2 separate regions of the Mus musculus genome follow, and region 1 is linked to region 2. A link is a contact called in public Hi-C data. All regions are on one chromosome and are shown on one strand. The core of a region is the stretch at or near the end of the contact, and the rest is flanking DNA. Distances in the headings are between cores, read along the strand shown. Region 1 overlaps Col27a1 (collagen, type XXVII, alpha 1). Region 2 holds the start of Kif12 (kinesin family member 12).

Evidence for each region. Hi-C and Micro-C count contacts between places; a contact is called where the count stands out from the background.
Region 1: a Hi-C map of bone marrow-derived macrophages shows a contact between it and region 2, with 64 read pairs. The contact joins the enhancer-like site here to the promoter of Kif12 in region 2. A contact is called at or near these places in 26 of 39 promoter capture datasets (the 3T3-L1 cell line, 3T3-L1-derived adipocytes, the C10 cell line and 19 more), 6 of 15 datasets of contacts at CTCF or cohesin (embryonic stem cells, hippocampal excitatory neurons, large pre-B cells and 3 more), 199 of 484 Hi-C or Micro-C datasets (the 3T3-L1 cell line, the 63-12 cell line, the AML12 cell line and 116 more), 21 of 115 datasets of contacts at active chromatin or transcription factors (CD4 single positive thymocytes, PVALB interneurons, Th17 cells and 16 more) and 6 of 9 other capture datasets (adipose tissue, bone marrow-derived macrophages, embryonic tail and 3 more).

What each region holds. Positions count from the first base shown.
Region 1 is chr4:63,312,761-63,317,704 of GRCm38.p6, reverse strand. Col27a1 (collagen, type XXVII, alpha 1) reads right to left here. Exons shown (of 61, transcript NM_025685.3): 38 at 4,226-4,279; 39 at 3,964-4,071; 40 at 2,979-3,032; 41 at 2,090-2,143; 42 at 321-377; 43 at 165-218. Among named protein-coding and RNA genes, the nearest start is that of Orm1, 29 kb to the left of the region's middle. Within about 2 kb of position 1,489, at least 81 of the 459 cell types and tissues checked have an H3K27ac peak or open chromatin away from gene starts, as enhancers often do. A contact at or near this core is called in the C2C12 cell line, the C3H10T1/2 cell line, beige adipocytes and 15 more, where this site is marked.
Region 2 is chr4:63,169,248-63,174,151 of GRCm38.p6, reverse strand. It overlaps Kif12 (kinesin family member 12), which reads left to right and starts at 2,021. Exons shown (of 19, transcript NM_010616.3): 1 at 2,021-2,172; 2 at 2,266-2,331; 3 at 2,422-2,500; 4 at 2,721-2,833; 5 at 2,923-2,998; 6 at 3,330-3,464; 7 at 3,586-3,721; 8 at 4,360-4,451; 9 at 4,631-4,787. The coding sequence starts at 2,147.

The DNA.
Region 1 (4,944 bases), core at 240-2,739, 140 kb before region 2:
GGTCTTTCCTTCATGGTATTAACCTGGTTTCATAGTGGGCTGCTTTCTGCTCCTTATGACTAGTGAAGAAAGGCAGGCAGAGGCAGGAGTCTGTGTCCAGTCCAGACTGGCTTCCCCTTTCCCACTATCTCTACACTCCCCAAAGGTAGAGCTCTGATACTTACAGGGTATCCAGGGTCGCCTGGCTCCCCACGGTCTCCTCGATCACCCACAGGACCCTGAAGGACAGGGGCAATGGATAACCATGAGCCACCCATTCCATGGGTTCTCAGCAGCCTAGCCCTGACCCGCAGGCCAGGGGGAACAGAACGGGAACTTACCCGATCTCCTGGTGGCCCAGGGGGCCCCTCGGTCTTGCCATCCTCGCCCTGGTCCCCCTGTGGACACCACAGAACCAGCATTAGGCAAAGGCCACTCTGGGAGTTAGTGAACTGCAGGCGGGAAGGTGCCTTCCTCAGGGATGAAGGCCAGCCTCCGTAGGCAGGCAGACTGAGACCAACGGTCAAAACTACCATTGTAGGTAATAGTGGCAACAGTGTCCACATGCCACATGGACACTTAGGGCAGGCTGAAAGAGGAGCAGAGACTACAGTGGAGACCTGCGGCCACGGCAGGCCACCTTAGGCCCTGGCCCAACTGTAGGATGAGTTCTTGGCAGCTTTGCAGATGGCTGAAATGCAGCTGCACAGGGCAACGGGACCTCAAAGTCTCCGGTGGGCACTTGAGTTGACCAGACAGTCTTTTGTTAGGCATGCCAAGATTCATTTTATATATTGTCTTGCAGATTCTACAGCAACCCTGCAATGTTTCCCTCACCCCCACTTTATAGACTAGGGAAAGGAGGCGGAGGAACCTTGTGACCCCCTCGCTCTGGCCACTGGTATAGACAAAGGATCCTAGCCACAAGTACAGACTGGACTCACACTCTGGGTCGAGTTCTGGCTAGAGGAAGAGGGCTCCGCAGCACCCTTTACCTGCTATCTGGGAGCTGGCCCTTACGCACCAAGAGGCTGGGTTCACCCACCTGCTCTGTACAGCAATGACAGGGAAATCCTGGGAAAAGAGCAGGACTTCCACAAATCTCCCTTGCAACCCATTCCTCCCCCCAGCCCTGGCCAGTCTGTGGCCAGCTGTTCATTGTGGGGCACTCATGAGCCACAGAGCAACAATGAGCTATGCATGTGACAGCAGTCTTACTGCATTATGTCACTTAGTGATGTCATGGCCCTCTACTGTATGCCAATCCACATTGTGGGGATTGCCTCTGACCCTAGGTAGTGGCACTTGGGGTGCTGTCTCCACCTGGCCCCAGAGTTTGTGTCATCCCTGGCAGCTTTATGATGGCTAAGGAGAGCAGAGGGTCTGAGTGTGCTCCCTACAGGCTCTCAGGGACCATGCCAGGGCCTGGGACGCTAGACTTGTAGATCTGTACTCATGCAGGCAGGAGGAGGGGCTGGAGGACAGCACGCCAAGTCAGTGTGACTCACCACAGCGGGACTTAGTTAGTGGGAAGCTGAGTCGGCAAAAGAAAGGACGGTTGGGGAGGCCAGGGACAAGGAGGCAGGGATGCAGCCTGCTAGGAAGCCTTCCAGCCACGAGGAGGGAGAGGACCGGAAGGAGGAGGAGGAGGGAGGACAGGGGAACCCAGAGTTCTGGTTCCAGGTCTACTGGGCATTGCTGGAGATGTGACCCAAAAGCCATTCCTTATACCTTCGGGCCCTCATGCGCTCCTTGCTGTGAACAGTGTTCACACCCAGCCCAGCTTTCCCTGCTGCACCTCCCCATAGTTTCTTCCAATTCCAGAGCCCTAATGGAAGGGCACACATCCCTGGGGCCCTCCTCCTGAGCCTTCTCCTTCTTCTGTGTCCCTCCTCCCCACACTGAGTGAGTTCTCCCTGTGTAGTTCCAATGTCCCTTTCACAAGCATAGGGGAGTAACAGGGACTTGGTGGTGGCACAACTGTTCATTTCTGCCAGGTGACCCTAAAGCCATGAGTGCAGGGATACTATGTCCTGCACCATGTGACCCCATCCCCATAGCCCCAGAGCTGACCTTGACTCTAGCTACTGCTTAAAGATGCAATACCTACCTTCTCGCCTTTGGGCCCGGGAGGCCCGAGGGGTCCTGTGATGCCTTTGTGTCCCTGTAGGCAAACAAAATGGAGGGAACTGAAGAGAATTTGAGGATATGAGAGACAGATGACAAAGGACGGGGACTCAGAGACGGGGACATGGGACAGTATAAGAGGATCCCACCCCCGCCCTGCACCTCTCCGGGCCCTGGTTTTCCAGATATGCCTGTTGATCCCAGACACACTTCCAATCCTGTGCCAACTTAGATAATAGAGCCCTACTGTGGTGCCCTGGGGGCAAACTGGGGTCCAAAGGAGGGGAAGCTACCTTGGCAGAGTTATGGGAAAAAGCCATCCTGCTATGGCAGGCAACTCTGAGCCTCTGTAGTCCCTCTAGAGTCCTCCCTGCCTCTCTAGTCCTCCATCCCCTCTCATTTGTTCTTTCTTTTCTCCCTTCTCTCTCTCCTGTCTGTCTCCTGCAGTCCCTGAGTCTGGCAAAGGCCACTGAGGCTGGGTGTGGTCTCCACTCCCAAAAGCACTAAGCTGCCAGACCTGGCCTGCGCATGTGTTCTCTAACGGCTCTGAGCCCTCATTCCTTTCTAACCAAGCCTGTCCTTTCTGAGCCTTCATCTCCTGGATGTGCATGGAGGTTCTGGGAACACGATGCTCTCTCTTTAGGGACCTGCACCCGACCAGCAGGGAGCCTCTAGATCTCCAGTGGGTACTGGAACTCTCTCTGCCCCATCACTCTAATTTTACCCTTGCCTCCACCCAAATCTAAGGGTCCAGGAGTTCCCTGAGGCTATGGGACCCACATCGCCCGTCTCTGGTGAGAAGGACTGAGTTCAGCATGCAGGAAAAGTTCCAGAGGGTGAGGAGGAGATTCCCCTAAATGTGTGTCACTTACATTATAACCGGCCAATCCTGGTTCTCCTTGGGCTCCCATCCGTCCTGGAGCACCCTAGAAAGAAGAAGACCCTTGTTGGTATATAGTACACTTCCCGCAGTGGGAACATGATAGTGACTCCTTCCCCTGGCTCCAGCCACTCAGCTCAGCAGCCTTGCACCTATATGATATCTTGAACCAAGGCGGACAAGGTGAAAAGCAAGAGGCCTCCTCCCAGGCCCCTACCTCCCTAGCCCTCCCTACTCTATGCTCCCATGGTTTATAAAGATGTAGGTGACATTTTTTCAGACCCTTAATAGCTGTCTGAGCTCAGCTGCTATTACTGCTTAAACTTCTGAGACTTCCTGTTAAATAAGTATTATTAAGAAGGGGCCTTTTCCTACTCTGCTTCTTCCAGCAAACTGCTACCCATGTTTGCATTACCTGAGCCTGGATTCCAGGCAAAGTGCCATCTAATGGACACTCCTGTGTATCTCCCCAGCTTTTACCCTGTGATGACACACATCGCAGGAAGCCACCACTGAAAGCTTTCATACCATATGAAAGGGTACTACTGCTCCATTTGCTCAGAGATGCCACGACCCTACCTCTGCTCCGCGATGGTGTCCTCTCTCATCTCAGCTCTCATACACGTGGATCTCTGCCTCAGGATAATCTAGCAGGGCCCTAGGACTCTCTCCCAGCCACTCAGACACCTGCAGCCCCTCACCCTGTTCCAGGGAATCTGGATCCTTCTTCCCTCAGGGATTTGATCACCCAGTGTCCATTCACAGAAAGCACCAGGGACCTACTGCAGCCTGTAGTTTGCAAGATGTGTTTTGCCTGCCATGACTGTGTATTCAAGGCTGTATCCTTGGGGAGTTCAGAAACGAGGTGCCTTGGGACATGAAACCTAGGGATTCTTTAACAGTGGGGTGGGTGGCTCTTATAGGGAAGCTAGTACCCCTCCCTATTCGTGTGCTCTTCCCTCAGCCCGGATCCTTACCGTTGGTCCTAGGGTGCCCCGGGACCCTTTAGGACCTGGGGTCCCAGGGGGCCCAGGTTCTCCGGGGATGCCCATCTCTCCCAGATATCCTTGGTGGCCCTTGGCACCCTGGAGAGAGAGAGAGAGAGAGAGAGAGAGAGAGAGAGAGAGAGAGAGAGAGAGAGAGAGAGAGAGAGAGAGAGAGAGAGAGGATCAGCCTATGGCTGCTGGCCCAGGGAGATGAGCTAGGGAGGGATGTGACCCTTGAAGGCAGGGGACCTACCTTAGCTCCCCTCTGGCCTTTCTCACCCTGCTTGCCCGGCTTCCCCTCACGACCCTGAGGAGACACAGAGACAAGAGCAGGAGAAATCAATTTCAGGATGGAGGGAACGAGAGCAGCTCCAAGAAGCATCCTCGCTTGGGAGCTGGACACCTGGCTGCAAACCCACACCGTGGCTCAGTCCCCGTGCTGTGCAGCCTTGAGCAGAACCTTACTTCCTGGTTGGTGTCTTTGGTCTGCGTCATGGACACAGCATCTTAGGTGGCCTCGCAGAGCTTAAGGATTCGTCTTGGTGACACGGGCACATTCACAGCAGTGTCACCCACAGCAGCCATTTGAAGTGTGGAGGTGGCTTCTTCAAGCACAGGAATCACCTGCTGCCTCCACCATCGTCCCAGTTATGAGACGCACAGAGGCCAGCGATCTGTTCTGAGGCCTCCCTTTGGTTGGCACTGTGGCATCCTGCTAGGGGCTCCCTGTACTGACAGGCATCCTGTTTCCTAGATGAGGGCTTGGCCTCGGTGCCACTGGTGTGCAGTTGATGCTGCTGCAGCCCTCTGGTGGTCTCGTCCACATCCCAGTCACTGCTATACACTCCCTGGGGTGGGGGTGGGGTCCCCTCACAGCGAGCATCATGCTGGGACCTCGATAAACTCCCCTCCCAAGTACACAAGCTATGCACTCCTTCTGTACATCAAATGTATGTTCTCAGCTGCACATTT
Region 2 (4,904 bases), core at 772-3,271:
GATATCCAAACCCAGGTTCTTCATCTGTCCAACATGGGCTGAATTCGAATGGCTCTGTAGCATTCCTCCAGGCATGCAATGCCAGATTGGTAGTTCTGAGGCCCCCAGACTTATAAACTGAGCATCTACCAAGTCTCAGCCTTTCCTGTGTGAAGAGAGACATTGCTGGAGCACAGAAACTCTTGTGTTTCCATTATTTCTGTCCTGCTAGAGAACCCTGATGTGTGCACCACCTATGACAATAGACTTGTCTATTTCTCCTCTATGTTGGATGCCTGAAGGAGCTGATTCTTATATAAGCAAAAGAATGCTGCAAAGGAGTCAGCAACAGGATAGATGAATGTGCTTGCAGCGTGAGAGCAAGCAAACAGGCAAAAAGCAGAGTTTCCTCTCTCATGTCCTTTTCTCTGAGCTGCCACCAGAAGGTGGTACCTGTATTTGGAGTGGCGGGGGTGTCTTCCCACCTCAAATAATAGAATCAAAAGAATCCCTTACATGAGTGTCCAGCTGCCTGTGTTTTGGACATTTCCAACGAAGACTAACTATTGTACAGGTTCTCATGGATTCCAGGCTGGCCTTGAACTTGCTACACAGCCAAGGATGCCCTTGAATTTCTCATGCCTGCCTCTACCTCCTAAGTGTTAGGGCTTTGGGTGTGTGCCTAGTTTTTGTGATATTGGGGACTAGATTTAGGGCTTCATTCATGCTAGGCACTCTGACAAGAGAGCTAGATCTGCCCTTGTCCTTAGTGGAAGGCAAGACTGACACCTGATTGTCCACTGACCTCCACATTTGTGCCATAGTATGTGTGTGCGCACACACACACACACACACACACACACACTCACACACACACACACACACAGAGAGAGAGAGAGAGAGAGAGAGAGAGAGAGAGAGAGAGAGAGAGAGAAAGAGAGAGAGACAGAGAGACAGAGAGACAGAGAGAGACAGAGAGACAAATAGAGATAGAGACAGAGAGAGACAGCGAGAGAAAGACAGTAGGTCTTGACAGTTATACTTACCCCTCTTAATATTCATCTACATGAGTCTTTCCAGGGTCTGACCTTCTCGTCGCCTCCACTGCTAGCCCAGAGTGAAGTCCCAAACTTAGACTGCCCCACGACAGACATTGCCCATGATACCTTCTGTGTTCTCTTTTGCTCCTCTCCTCTTGCTGGTTCAAGAATGGCAACCTGTCAGTTCTCTGTTTGTGACTCTGAGTGCCTTCCTGGTTCTCTGAGGAGGCCAGAAAATGGAGCCCTCACCAGCCCCAAACACCTCTCCATGCCCCATCTTTGCACCTCTTCCCTACCTTACTGAACTGTGTGCTTCACTTTGAGTTCCTCATCTGCCCTCTCACTCCACACACCCCCAGCTTCAAGTCTCTGCACTTCCCCCAAAGACTCCATACCCTTGGGTTATTCCTGCTCCTCTCATCTGCAGCAATAGGCAGGCTTACTTAGGATTTATCAGGCCTGGGATCATCATGGAGACTGGCAGGGAAAAGTGGTGGTGCAGCCTGAGCGTGCTCACAGACATCTCTGCTGCTGTTGCTGCTTTGGTGAGCCAGGCCAATGGAGTTAAACACCACACTGGCTGTGGATTAGCATTAGCTTGCCAGAGGCAGGTGCACCAATATTTAACCAGATGTTGGGAAGCTGATGTCAGCTCAGCCCAGAGGCCAACCAGGCAGCTAGGTTTTCTGTGGTCCTCCACTCCCTGGGCTCTGTGCTAAGGCAAGGTTGAGCTATTAGGAGACAGAGGGTATGTGCCAGAAGAGCCTCGTTCTTTCTCTGGCTCTGTGGCCTTAGCTGAGCCCTTTCCATCCCTGATTTATGTCTTTGAGACACAAGAAGGTGGTCTGGGTAATCCTTTAGATCTCTCTAGAGGAAACTGTCCAAAGCAAAGGATCCTTAGACTCTAGAAACCCCCCTAGCTGGAATGCCCTGGCATGGAACTTCCCACCTCACAGGTGGGGTGGGTAAATCTTTAACTTGCTAGCTCTGGGCAGGCTGCAGTATTTCTGGATGACTGGCTGTGGGAGACTGGGGAGGGAGATGGATATAAGGTGTGTCTGAACAGTCATGCTGTGGTGAGGGTAAGGCATATTAGAAAGGGAAAGAAATCCTGTCCACTACAAGACATGGAGGAACGTGGGTCTCCCGATGGGTAAGTACAACTTGTTTGATGTTGCGGATACCCTGAAGCTCTCCCAGAGGACAGCGACTAAAGGCAGGGGTGGTAATTCTCATGTGGCCACAGAGACCCAGCACGGAACCTGGAGCAAGGGCCAGAAGGATCAGAAACTCCCATTCAAGTGGTGCTCAGGTAAGTATGGGTCCACTAGGAGGCACCTGGGCCAGGAAGGGACCGAAAGCACTATCCGTATAGACCATCTTGTCTGTTTTTGGGTGCCAGGGTGCGTCCCATGAGCACAGTGGAGCTGCGTCGAGGGGAGCAGAGTGCATTGCACTGTTCGGGGACCAGGACTCTGCAGGTAAGAAGCCTTTCCAACCCCGCAAAAGAATCTGAGGAGGAGACCCATGCGTCCAACTGGAGCAACCTTGCTTTAGGACCCCTCTCTGCTTCCGTCTCCCCAGGATTCCCACAGCAGAATGTCCCACCCCTCCTAGTGACTCTGCTCAATCCAGAGTGCCTGCCTTTCCCAATGCACCATCCCTACATGGTGCCTCGCCCCTACTCCATCCTCTCTCAAGGTGAGCCCCGATGTGGCGTTCCGCTTTGGCGCCGTACTGGACGGGGCGCGCACGCAGGAGGACGTGTTCAGAGCTTGCGGTGTGAAGCGCCTGGGTGAGCTGGCGCTGCGCGGGTGAGTGATGCTTGGGCTGCGCAGGGCTTGGGTTCTCACACCGCCTGGAGCCCGCTTCTCAGGCTCAGCCACGTCCTTGCTGCCTACAGTTTCTCCTGCACGGTCTTCACGTTTGGCCAGACTGGTTCTGGGAAGACCTACACTCTGACTGGACCTCCTCCGCAGGTGGGCAGCCTGGTGAAGCCGGGTTGTGGATGGGACTCCGGGCTGGAAGGGGCGTGGATAATGCTGTCCCACCCCATTGTTTCACAGACCTGGTATCTGAGGAACAAAGACAAGGACTTGCAGAGTTTGGAGCCTTTGTGTTCTAATTTGGGCAGCTTCTCTTACTTGCTTTTAGTTAGTTCGTCTGTAGGGTGGCGTGGATGGACTACGAACTGTGAGATTTCAATGAGATTTCAATGGGGCCTGTGGCATGGCTTCTGGAGCATTTAGTGCTCCGCAAAGAAGCTGCCGCTGAAGCTCCTGCTGCAGCCGCAACTGTCTTTGCCCCCAGGGGGAAGGGGTGCCCGTCCCCCCAAGCCTGGCTGGCATCATGCAGAGGACCTTCACCTGGCTATTAGATCGCGTGCAGCACCTGGATTCCCCGGTCACCCTCCGAGCTTCCTACCTGGAGATCTACAATGAGCAGGTAAGAGAATGGCAGACCACCTGGTCTTATGTTCCAAGGACCAAGGATGCTAAGAAGCAGAAGGGAAAGCCGGACCATTGTCAAAAGGGTATGGGCCTGTTTCTTCTCCTTTCCCTTCCAGGTTTGGGACTTGCTGAGTCTGGGGTCTCCACGGCCTCTGCCTGTTAGATGGACCAAGGCACGAGGCTTCTATGTGGAACAGCTTCGGGTGGTGGAGTTTGGCAGTCTGGAGGCTTTGATGGAGCTCCTGCAGATGGGTAGGCTGCCTCATGGGAACTTTGGAGGCAAGGATTCCTCAACTCCCTCTGAGGCACCCCGGACCTAAGCTGCTGGAAATTAATTGGCACTTAAAAGAGGATTCTTGAGGTGGAGAAGGGCCAGCAAAGCAGTGATTCAAAGCCTTGGCAAGGTTGGCCACACAATGATTACCTTGGCCTGTTTGTGCCTCTCACCCACTCCTCTTGGCTTTAACCTTCCACCTTGGCAGAGCCTAAGAGAAATGGTCATACCCCGTAGCCTAGCTCGTCTAAGAAGTCATCGTCCCAGCCTTAGTTACTCATTTGAGCATTTACTTAGAGCCCTCCTCAGGCAGGCACTGGGAACACTGGGACTATAGATCTGGCTCCCAACATTACACATCTCTGTTGATCTCTGTTTTCATTCCTCTGTCTTTCCACAGTAGGAGAGGTGCTTATCTGATGTTCATTTGCTCCCTTCTCCCATACTCCTTGCGCCTGGCTACACCAAAGTTGGTACCCTTTACTCCCCCAGCCAGCCACCCCTTCCTGCTTCTGTCCTGATACCTATCTGACATTCTTGCTCCTTGGGGAATGCCCTTTCACTGGCATGGCCCATTCTTTCTAGATGGTATAGACCCTGACGTTTTCTTCCACAGGTCTCAGCCGTCGTCGGAGCTCCTCACATACCTTGAACCAGGCCTCCAGCAGAAGCCATGCCCTGCTTACACTCCACATCAGCCGCCCAACTGTGAGTGTCCAGCCTGTGGAAGGGCTGGCTCAGGGATACCCATTGAGACTCTCTGCCTTTGCATGGATAAAACAACTTGGCTCTGTTGGGTGTATGGGGAGGAAACCTTTGACCTTGAGACACTGGGACTTTAATACAGACAGCCCTCCCCAAGTTCCCATCAAACCCTGGTTCACCAGTCTCAGCAGGTACCTCCTGTGGACCTTGGGGAGCCCCCTGTTGGAGGGAAGCTGTGCTTTGTGGATCTTGCAGGCAGTGAGAAAGTGGCAGCCACAGGATCCCAAGGGCAGCTGATGCTTGAGGCCAATAGCATCAACCGCAGCCTATTGGCATTGGGTAAGACCTGGGGGCTTACTGCTCTGACTTTTTGGGTCCCTTCTCTGATCTGAATCCATTGCTACACTAGGGAGACCACAGGGCTTGGGTTGCAGATGAGGGCTAGAGTTCTGGCAT